Regions from separate parts of the Macaca mulatta genome. Here region 1 is linked to region 2. A link is a contact called in public Hi-C data. All regions are on one chromosome and are shown on one strand. The core of a region is the stretch at or near the end of the contact, and the rest is flanking DNA. Distances in the headings are between cores, read along the strand shown.

Region 1 (5,072 bases), core at 1,035-3,534, 190 kb before region 2:
TGGAGTGAACAAACAGGGGACACCAGGGCACCAGGCATGTGCTCTGCAAACCACCACTCTGAGACAAGTTTTGGCTGATGGTGAGAAAACAGTGGACACGAAGGGCAGATAGATGTTAGTGTTTAGGGGACAGGCTTTGGGCCTTGAATAGACTTTGATTGGAGGCACGGCTCTACTACCCGTTAGTCTACTTAATTACATTGAACAGTTAACTCCCTAAGCTTTAATTTCTCTTATTTATAAATTAGACCCTTTATGTTAGCTATTTTAGATAACATTGTGATAAGAATGGCACGTTGTTCACAAACATATAAATATTCCATCAATGTTTGCCAAATAAAGCACTCCCAAATTACATAATTTTAGAAGTACAGTAAAGGAAGCCCTGTCTTCCTCTGGAAAGCTACATACAGAGGAAATGTGAAGCCTAAAGTTTCAAAGACTGAAGTGACATGAAAATTAAATAAAGGAGGAATTTTTGAATGATCAATAGCTTCAGAGCTGAATCTCTAAGAGGCATCTTTAAGAATCAATACCGATACCATAACATTGATCCAAAAAGATAAGAAATGGCATCCTATCTTTTTATGAAAATGGAAAAAGTCATATAAATTTAAAAGAAGCTGTGAAAACCATGGGAGATTAGACACAGTAAAAGACGTATTTGGCCCTCATTCATGTAAAGCAAGTGAATTGCCCTACAGGTTTCCATGTGAGACCATGTTGTGCTTTATGGTGGAAGGAGGGGGAAAAAGGTCAAAACAACCAGACTTTACCCCTAGATTTGACTAAGGACTAGCTCCACCACATTCCAGTTCTGGGGCATTTACTTATGAGCTCGAGACTGATGATCAGTGCTCTTATGATAATACCTACTCTACAAGTGTGTGAAGAATCTAGTGCCCGGGATCTTGCCTTGCACCTTGGAGGCTCTCAAAAGACAGGAGTTAAAGTCATCGCTGAGAGGAAGATAAATGAATTTATGACGTCTCTATAGGTCAAGCAACTCAATACACTGATGGCCTCAATCTTCCCACTGCATCATTTCTTCACCTTTTGCAGATCGTGAGAAAATGCTGTCATTAGCAAAGTCACATTGGTTTCTGAACCTTAGGTCAACAGCTCTGCCACAGAAAGCCTGCTGTGGCCACAATTGTGAAATGACAAATGATTTCTGCAATCACAGATGGCACTTTCGGTCCTCCTTCTGGTCCCACCCCAGGTGTTCTTAATGAACAATCAGCTGCCTGAAAGCTGCCCTAATTCTGCCCCGCAGGAAAGAACAACTTCTCAAAGTATGGTTCTCAAACTCCATGTGTCAGCATCCCCTCTTGCAGTGAGCAGACGCCACAGGAAAAAATCAAGTGGTCTGTTGAGATTTGAACCACCAGGAACCTGCTCAAAATATTCCACATGAAAAAACAAAGAAGCGTTGTACCTGTGCGGGGATAGGATTATAGACCCATAGGAAGTTTTTCTCCTATCACAGAAAGGGATGCTCTGAGAATTCATGAGTGATTGGGGTTTCTGTTTTGCATTTTTTAAAAAGAGGGAGTTTGAAAGTAAGAGAACATTGATCCAATGGAAATGTGTTAAAAATTGATTAAGACTGGGGTGTTTGTATTTTGTGTAAACCTCTATTTGTTATATGTGTTTAAATACCCACCAACAGAAAAACATGTTTAAATTAAAAGAAATCCCACTATCATTTTAAATGAAATTAAAAGAACTCCTGTGAGTTTGTGAATTGCTAAAAGCTTTGAAATATAGAATTTGCAGAAACACACATAGCTGTAGGATAAAGAACATGATCCATCAGAGTCCAGGTCAGGAAACTAGAAAGTGTACTAATTATTATAACAGATGGAATTTATTATAAATTAATTATAATCAGTTACGAGGAATTGGCTAGGCTAAATAGAGAAGGTAGAATAAGGGGAAGAAATGGAGGTCCTGTCCCAGGTGTTCGTAATGAGCAATCAGCTGTCTGAAAGCTGCCCTAATCAGAGAAGATGCCTGGTAGAGCCATTGTCAGACCTGGACCAGATCTCTGAGGAGAGGGCACGGCCTGGCTGCTACGGGTAACTTTGCAGAAAGAGTGTAGAAAGAAGATGGAGACTAGAACCAGACCAACTGCTGCTGCCAAGAGAGTGATTGTTGCTGGGGGATGCTGCTGCCAGGAACAGGGACTTCTCCCTCCCTCCCCCACTTTCTCAGCCTCCCAGCAAGCATCCAGTTCCTACCCCTCAGAGGAGCCTCACAGGGAGCCAAAGCTCTGTTTGCTATCATCCTAGCCCCAGTGTCCTAAAGCTGAGTATGGAAAGGTGGGTTTGAAGTAGAGAGACAATAGCTTCATAAATCAGCACAGTGTCTTCTTAGGAAACCCTTCAAATAAACTGAAGCAGATTAAAAAAAAAAATCACAGCAGATGCTTCAACTGGTAACTGCAGTTTGCAAACAAAGAACCACATTGCTGTAACCCGAATGGGGAAGCCTCTGCTTATGCCATAGTGATCTTTGCAACTATCCATGCACACAAATAATTTTCTCGCGTATTTACTCACCCAGGAAGTATTTACTGAGTTCCTTCTATTTCTAGGCATTTCCTAGGAAATGGAGTGGGTATAACAGTGAACAAGACAGGCAAATTCCCTGTCCTTGTGAAGCTGATGTTCTAACAGGATAGACAGACAACAAGCACGCTAAAAACAGCCAGTAGTGCTAAGAGTAAGAAGACTGAAGGTACGTGAGAACAAAGGGGTATCCAATCCAATTCCTTTTCCTAATGCAACAAACACATGACATTTCAATAAAAACAACTGATTATTCTAGCTCACATGGGCTAATATTTTACATTAACTTTCTTTCATAAGCCATCATTTCATCTGTCAGTGGTTCATATTAAGCAACCTGGCTCACATCATATCTCTTAAAACAATAAGACCCAGAGCACTAAAATTCACCACTTCTGGTGAGAGCCAAAGTACATATACATGAGCTCCGGCCCTGCACACTGGGGTGGGTGAGCTGCAGGACATTCTCTTTTAGACTGTTCTTGTGTCCCAGACACAGCATGTAGGGGTCTGAAATAATCTCTCTCAAAGAGCTTTAATGATGAACTTTTCAGGAGCAGATACTTGGGAGAAATAGAAAACCAAAAGACATGTTTCAGAGACTGATCCTTCTTTTCAAACTTCAGGGGAAAATCACCTATTTGTAGCTTAGCGTATAGTTGGTTGCCTGAATGAAATAATTTCAAATGATGGTTATTCTAATTCTGTCATAATTGTTACTTTAGGCAAAATTAGTCAAAAAATGTCGACTCCAATTTGTTTTGCTTCTTCAAGGCACCATAACTACTGAAATATTGAGGATATTAATCAAACCTGTTGTGTACATACTTCTTGTGGTGACCTATGTTAGAAAAATAACTGAGGCTCTAGCATGCATTTACTAATCTGTCATTTAAATGCCATGTAGCAGCTGCAGATTATGTACACTGAATTGTTAATAATGCTGTGGACAGAAACTGTATGGGGGGGGATTTTTTAAAACCACACTTCTCACTATGTTCCTTCTTATACCTAACATTAAAACATTTTTCACTCCTTTTCTGAAAATCCAATAGTACTGGCCACTGTATGTAAATGACCTCTAAAGTGACACACGTGCTCACAAGTGTGGCACAGTCTCTGGTTTCACATAGCTGGCTTCACTCAGTTCCATCACCTACTGGCCTTTGGAGGCATTTGAGTTTTGCAAACTCTGTACTTAGTGAATAGCTCAGAAGAGATATTAAATATATTTAATAATCAATAAGGCATGGGCAATAAATGGGTGAGGTCCTAGAAGTCTGATGCAGTGGGAGGCATTAGCCCATTAACTTCTAATTGTGAGAAGAGAATAGGTTGAAGGGATGTGGGGGATGCCTAGGGGGATCATGACAGGAGTTATTTACCTGTCATTGAACTGTCAATATCTGAACTACCTCTACGGCCATATCAACTGAATATCAGATCTAGGTGTGTATTCATTAGGTGAAGAAGTTGTGAAACTCCTTCATGAGAGTACGATATATAAGTTTGAGATAAGGAAATATATAGAAAAAAATCATAGGTGAAGTGAAGAAGGAAGGGATGGTGCCTTCAGATACACAGAACTAGAGGTAGAGGAAAGAGTACTGTGCATGCACGTGTGTGTGTGTGTGTGTGTGTGTGTGTGTGTGTGTGTGTGTGATTCTACCAAAACCTAAGGGAAGCATGTAGACATAACAAATATTATTGTTTCTGAAGGCCTGAGGTTTGAACTTTGAGCTGCTTAAGATGCTACATGTCTAAAACAGCTGTTTTCTCCTTTAAAATGGATAAGAAAAGCAATGATTCCCTCAACCTGGTTCATAGTCCTCAAGTAGTAATGGAAGAACTAGGACAACAGGAACCTCTATCAGATCCCTTATCCCACTTATCTGTCTCTTTCCACTAGACTGAGAGTTTCTTTCGTCTTTGTTTCCCAAAACCTAAGCAGTGCCTGGCAGACAATGTACCTTCTCTGGCTCCCTTCCAACGTCAGAATGATTCAGGCTCTCTTTGTGCCAGTTTATCTAGCTCAACTGGAAGGTCTTTAAGGGAATGGGCCATGTTTTCGTTACTTAACATTGTGTATAGTGCCTGACTCAGAGTAAGGCGTAATATATTTGTTGAATAAATAAGTGAATGAATATCAATGAATTACCTTGGCAAACACTTGTGAGAAAAATAAGTAAGACTAAGAATTTATTTGCTCAAAGTATGCTCCCAGTGTATGAAATAATGGGGCAGACATTGGTAATTGGCTACCCAGAAGTCATTCCTAATCCCTTCATCCTTGTGGTCTTTTTGTATAGCATATAATAAGTGCATATTACATTCCAGAGCACATGGAGGTCCTCAGTTAGCCCTTGATTTTTTTATTGGAAGGAGCAGAAACTGTCTCCAAGTTCCTTTGTAAATTCTTACTCTAAAAAGTAGATGTACAATAATTTCCATTACATGAAACCAACATCATAAAGAACATGAAGGAAAGAGCATTTAGTG
Region 2 (4,724 bases), core at 339-2,838:
AGACTTATGGTAGACAAAGATATTGTCCTATCTCATCTCTTTAAATACAAACATATCTCAGATATTCTACTTCTGCAAGTGTTTTCTCTGTGAAAATCTTTTCTTTGTGAAAGGCTAGAGTACCTCCATTTTTCCACCTCTAATCTCCTAATCATAAGACCTCGGAAGGAGACAAATGAGAATGAACTATCTGCTCTAGTCTTACTCACATAAGCAAGAAAAGTCTACTATTGCTCATTCACTGTTCTTATTTACTTATGAATGAATCGTATCTAAAATATTTAGTGATGGCTTCTGATCGTCAAGGTACTGAAGTATATAGAAATTGGTATATGAGTGACAAAAATTGAGTTTATTTTGTTTCCCAGGCCTAGGTTGTCTATCTAATGACAACATTTACAGTTTACCTGGACTTCTCACTGGAAATGGAATAGTTGAGTGGGAACTACTTTAGGGTTGTTTTAATTATGCTTTAAGATGAAACATAATATTTAGAAACATCCTCAAATGTAATACCACCTTGTTTTTCTCAACAATATATTCTTCTTAGTGACTGACATTTCAAACAGGCTTTCTGAATTATTTATTTTCATTTTAATAAAGCAAAACTACAGGTAAATGTTTTGCCAGATGACTTTCGTGTACTTATGTTCTAACATACCATGTTTGGCACCAAAAGATCTTAGAAACCACTATGAAAAACCATAAGATTTGAATTAGTTTCCTGACAGAAATGAACAGTTCTGTTGTATCCCTACTTGTCACTGGCTTTCTTAAACACAGAAATATTCATTTCCATAGTCTTTATGGCTTTTTGGAGAATCTCTAAGATTGGTCCCATAGCCTTGACAATTTGTTCCAACAAATCTGCTGCTGACTCAATGGGATTTTTGGAATCCTCAGTTTTTAGTGCATCCTGCAGTTTTTTCAAGGTGTCTATCATAGTGGTTTTGGAAGAATCTGGACTCCTGCTTCTCTCAGATGTGGTGACATCTGATTGCTCTTTGGTGTCTTCTGTATAGAAGTCACTTAATTGAAGATTCATGATGGGGAATTTCATCAAGTGTGAAAGAGAAGATTCCAAACTCCCAAGGATGTTACTGCTGTTTAGCGCAGAGATGATGACTGGTGTATGGGCACTTTTGAACACTTCTTTAGCTGACTGATGCAACTCCTCTACATTGGTACCCTTCTGAAACACAGAGTACATGGCCATTGCAACCTTGGAACCTAAAGACTCCTTTTGAATTTTGTCATGTTTTGCATCCACTACAGATTGCATCTCCTTAAAAATTTTGAGCATTTGCTCAAAAAAATCCTTAATGTTACTATTGTTTTTCACAGCCATCAAAAGGATTTGAGTATTCATACTGCGGTTAAACAACTCAGTCAGTGTGTTTGTGACAGAAGCAAAATCTTGTACATGAAAGAAGAACATTTTGGCAGCTTGAATCAGTCTCTCTTTATCCTTTTCTGACTCTGAAGACATCTCTTCAACAAAGAAGTTTCAGCACTGCAAAGCAAAGCAGTAATCCCAATGAAAACTAAAAGTCGATTTGGCAACCATAAAAAACTGAAAGTATAGTCTAAATATGAGGATAACTCCTGCCAAGTGCAGGAAAGCTATACAAACATTAAAACAAAAATGATACTTTGCTTCAATAAAAAAAATCACAAAAATAATTAAAACAGAGTAGAACAGGGTTTTATCACTGAATTTATACCACATATCAAATACTGTATGCTGGATCCCAAATATATGGATAGATTCACATACTGAATTACACTACACTCAAGGATATTACCCTTGATAACTATTCAGTGTAGTGAAAAATATTGGATAAATCTTTACAAATTACATAGAGGGTCTCTGGTTCCAGTTAAGGTAGACTAAGCACACTCCATCCAATCTTTCCTACTGATTACAACTAAAAATCTGAACTGAATATATAAAATCCCTATCAGATAATGCTGAAAGCTAGATGACAAAAGACCAAGGAAGTAGGGAGTACGGCATTGAAAGGACAACAAAGCAATGAAGCTCTCTGACTTTTTGTTTGAGGGTGGGTGTTTTGTTGTCGTTGTTGTTGTTTGTCTTTTCCTCCTTCCTATATATCCCACCTTGGGCTCTAGGACCACCTGGAATTAGAACTTTGAACATGCCCAAACAGGGAGAGCTCCAAAAAAAACCTACTCTGCCTAGCAAATCAGGAGCAGGGGCCTCTGCCGGGTAGATCCCTTTTGATCTAGTTGCCGGCAGCAAAATGGTAGCCCCCCACCCCCACCGACCTAGCCCTCTGTCTGCCCTCAACTAGTCATGAGCAGGAGGCAGCCCCAAACACTTCTGACTTCAAGTGCTAGGAAGTAACAGCAATGCCACCCACCCCCATCCCCTACTCCCCACCCCACCCCCACACACATCTCACAAGCACAGCAGAGGTCAGTCAGTCCTTTGCCCCCGCTCCTGCCAACTGGCAGTGAAAAGGCTGTCCTTATGGGGTGGACCCCTTTTCACTCTTCCCACTCTACCCTGGGCAGAAGCAACTGTCATGCAGGGATGGTGGTAGTGATCTTGCAGGCTCCTTTCTCTCACTGCTTTGCCCCAAGATGAGAACCAGTTGCAATGGGAAGAGCTGAAACTGTTTTCCAGCCAGAACACCAGGAAAGGGGACCCCTGGGAATCAAATAGTGGGTGGCAGACCACAGAAAGAAGCAAAAATTATAACCAAAAAATAGCACTGCTGGGATTTTCAATGCACGTAGATGCAATGTATATGACAATTACATCATAAAGGAGAGAGGGTAAGGAGACTTATGTAGCTGAAAGACTTCTTGATTTCACTTGAAGTGATAAAATATTAATTCTAAGCAGATTGTGTGAAGTGTGGAAGTATATTATAATCTCTAGAGTAGCCACTGAAAACAGAGCAGGAAACAATGGGGCCATGGAAGCAGAGATGGGGGTGATGTGGCCCCACATGCAGGGCTGATGATGGCCACCAGAGCTGGAAGAGGCAAGGAATGGATTCTCCCTCAGAGCCCCCAGAGGGGCAAGGGCCTGCTTGACTTCAGCCTTCCAGCCTTGAGAACTCTGAGAGGGTACATTTCTGTTGTTTAAAATCACTAAGTTTGTGGTAATTTGTGATAGCAGCCCTAGGATACTAATACAGATTTTGGTCAATAGGCAAATTAAAATGAAACTTCACAATTATTTAAGTAACTACTTATATTACTCAAAAGATGGCTTGAAAAGGAAAACAGAGAAATTTTAAAAACAGAACAGAAAAACAGAAAACTAATAATAAATGTTACACTTAATCTAAGCATATCAATAGTTACATTAAATATGCATTTCTAGAACTAATAACTAAGTTTCACAAGGTTGAAAAATACAAGATCAAATGTACAAAATCAATTGTATTTCCATATATTAGCAATAAAATAAAAATCAGAAATTAAAATTAAAACAATGACTTTTACAATATCATTAAAAATATGAAATATTTATAGATAAATCTGACTAGAGAGATGAAATATCTCTACACTTAGAACTGTAAAACATTGCTGAGAAAAATTAAGGAAGACCTAAATAAATAGAAAGATATATATTGTTAATGGACCAAAACAGTCAATATTGCTAAGATGTCAGTATTCCTCAAATTAATTTATAAAAACAACACAATTCCAATAAAAAATTCCAGCAGCTTTTCTGATATATATAAAAGACAATAAATGTTCTCTTAATAGAATTAAAATAGAAGTCAACAAAGAAGATACACGAAAAACTACAAAATATTATAAATTAACACACCCTTAAATAATCAAAAAAGTCACAAAAATATAGAAAATATTTTGAACTGAATGAAAATGAAAATATATCAAAATCTGTGGGATGAAACTAAAGCAGTGCTTAGAGAGAAATCTGTAGATTAAGTGTTTATATTAGAAATGAAGATATAAAATGAATAATTTTAACTTCTATCTTAAGTTAGAAAAGAAGGTGGAAACATTCAAAGTAAGCAAAAGGAAATAAAGAGTAGAAATCAGTGAAATTCAAAACAGAAAAAATAGACAAAATCCAATAAAACTAAAAGGTGTTTCTTTGAAAAGAAAAACCAATAAAATTGTTAAACTTCAAGACAGATTGACCAAAAAAAGGAGAGAGAACACAAATTACCAACATAAAGAATGAGATGTCACTACTGACCCTACAGACATAAAAAGGATAATGAGAGAACACTATTAACAACTCTGTGTGCACAAATTCAACAATCTAAATGAAATAGACCCATTCCTTCAAAGACACAAGCTATGAAAACTCACCCAAGTAGAAACAGAAAACTTGAATAAACCTATTTTTCTTAAAGAAATTGTATCTGTAGTTAAACACCTTCTAGAAGAGAAAATTCAAGACACAGATGGTTTCAGTGGTGAATTCAAACAATCATTTAAAAAAGAATAACAATTCTATACAATATCCTCCAGAAAACAGAAAGGGAGACTAATTCATTTTTTTTTTTTTTTTTTTTTTTTTTTGAGATGGAGTCTTGCTCTGTCCCCCAGGCTGGAGTGCAGTGGCCTGATCTCGGCTCACCGCAAGCTCCGCCTCCCAGGTTTATGCCATTCTCCTGCCTCAGCCTCCCGAGTAGCTGGGACTATAGGCGCCCGCCACCATGCCTGGCTAATTTATTTTTGTATTTTTAGTAGAGACAGGGTTTCACTGT

Evidence for each region. Hi-C and Micro-C count contacts between places; a contact is called where the count stands out from the background.
Region 1: a Hi-C map of sperm shows a contact between it and region 2, with 4 times the contacts expected there. The contact joins the enhancer-like site here to the promoter of C11H12orf60 in region 2. A contact is called at or near these places in 4 of 14 Hi-C or Micro-C datasets (cortical neurons, fetal cortex germinal zone, fetal cortical plate and 1 more).

What each region holds. Positions count from the first base shown.
Region 1 is chr11:17,447,948-17,453,019 of T2T-MMU8v2.0, reverse strand. No RefSeq gene overlaps it. Among named protein-coding and RNA genes, the nearest start is that of ARHGDIB, 41 kb to the right of the region's middle. Within about 2 kb of position 2,284, at least 3 of the 40 cell types and tissues checked have an H3K27ac peak or open chromatin away from gene starts, as enhancers often do.
Region 2 is chr11:17,258,297-17,263,020 of T2T-MMU8v2.0, reverse strand. C11H12orf60 (chromosome 11 C12orf60 homolog) reads right to left here and starts at 1,588. Exons shown (of 1, transcript XM_077953675.1): 1 at 1-1,588. The coding sequence starts at 1,489. The coding sequence ends at 755.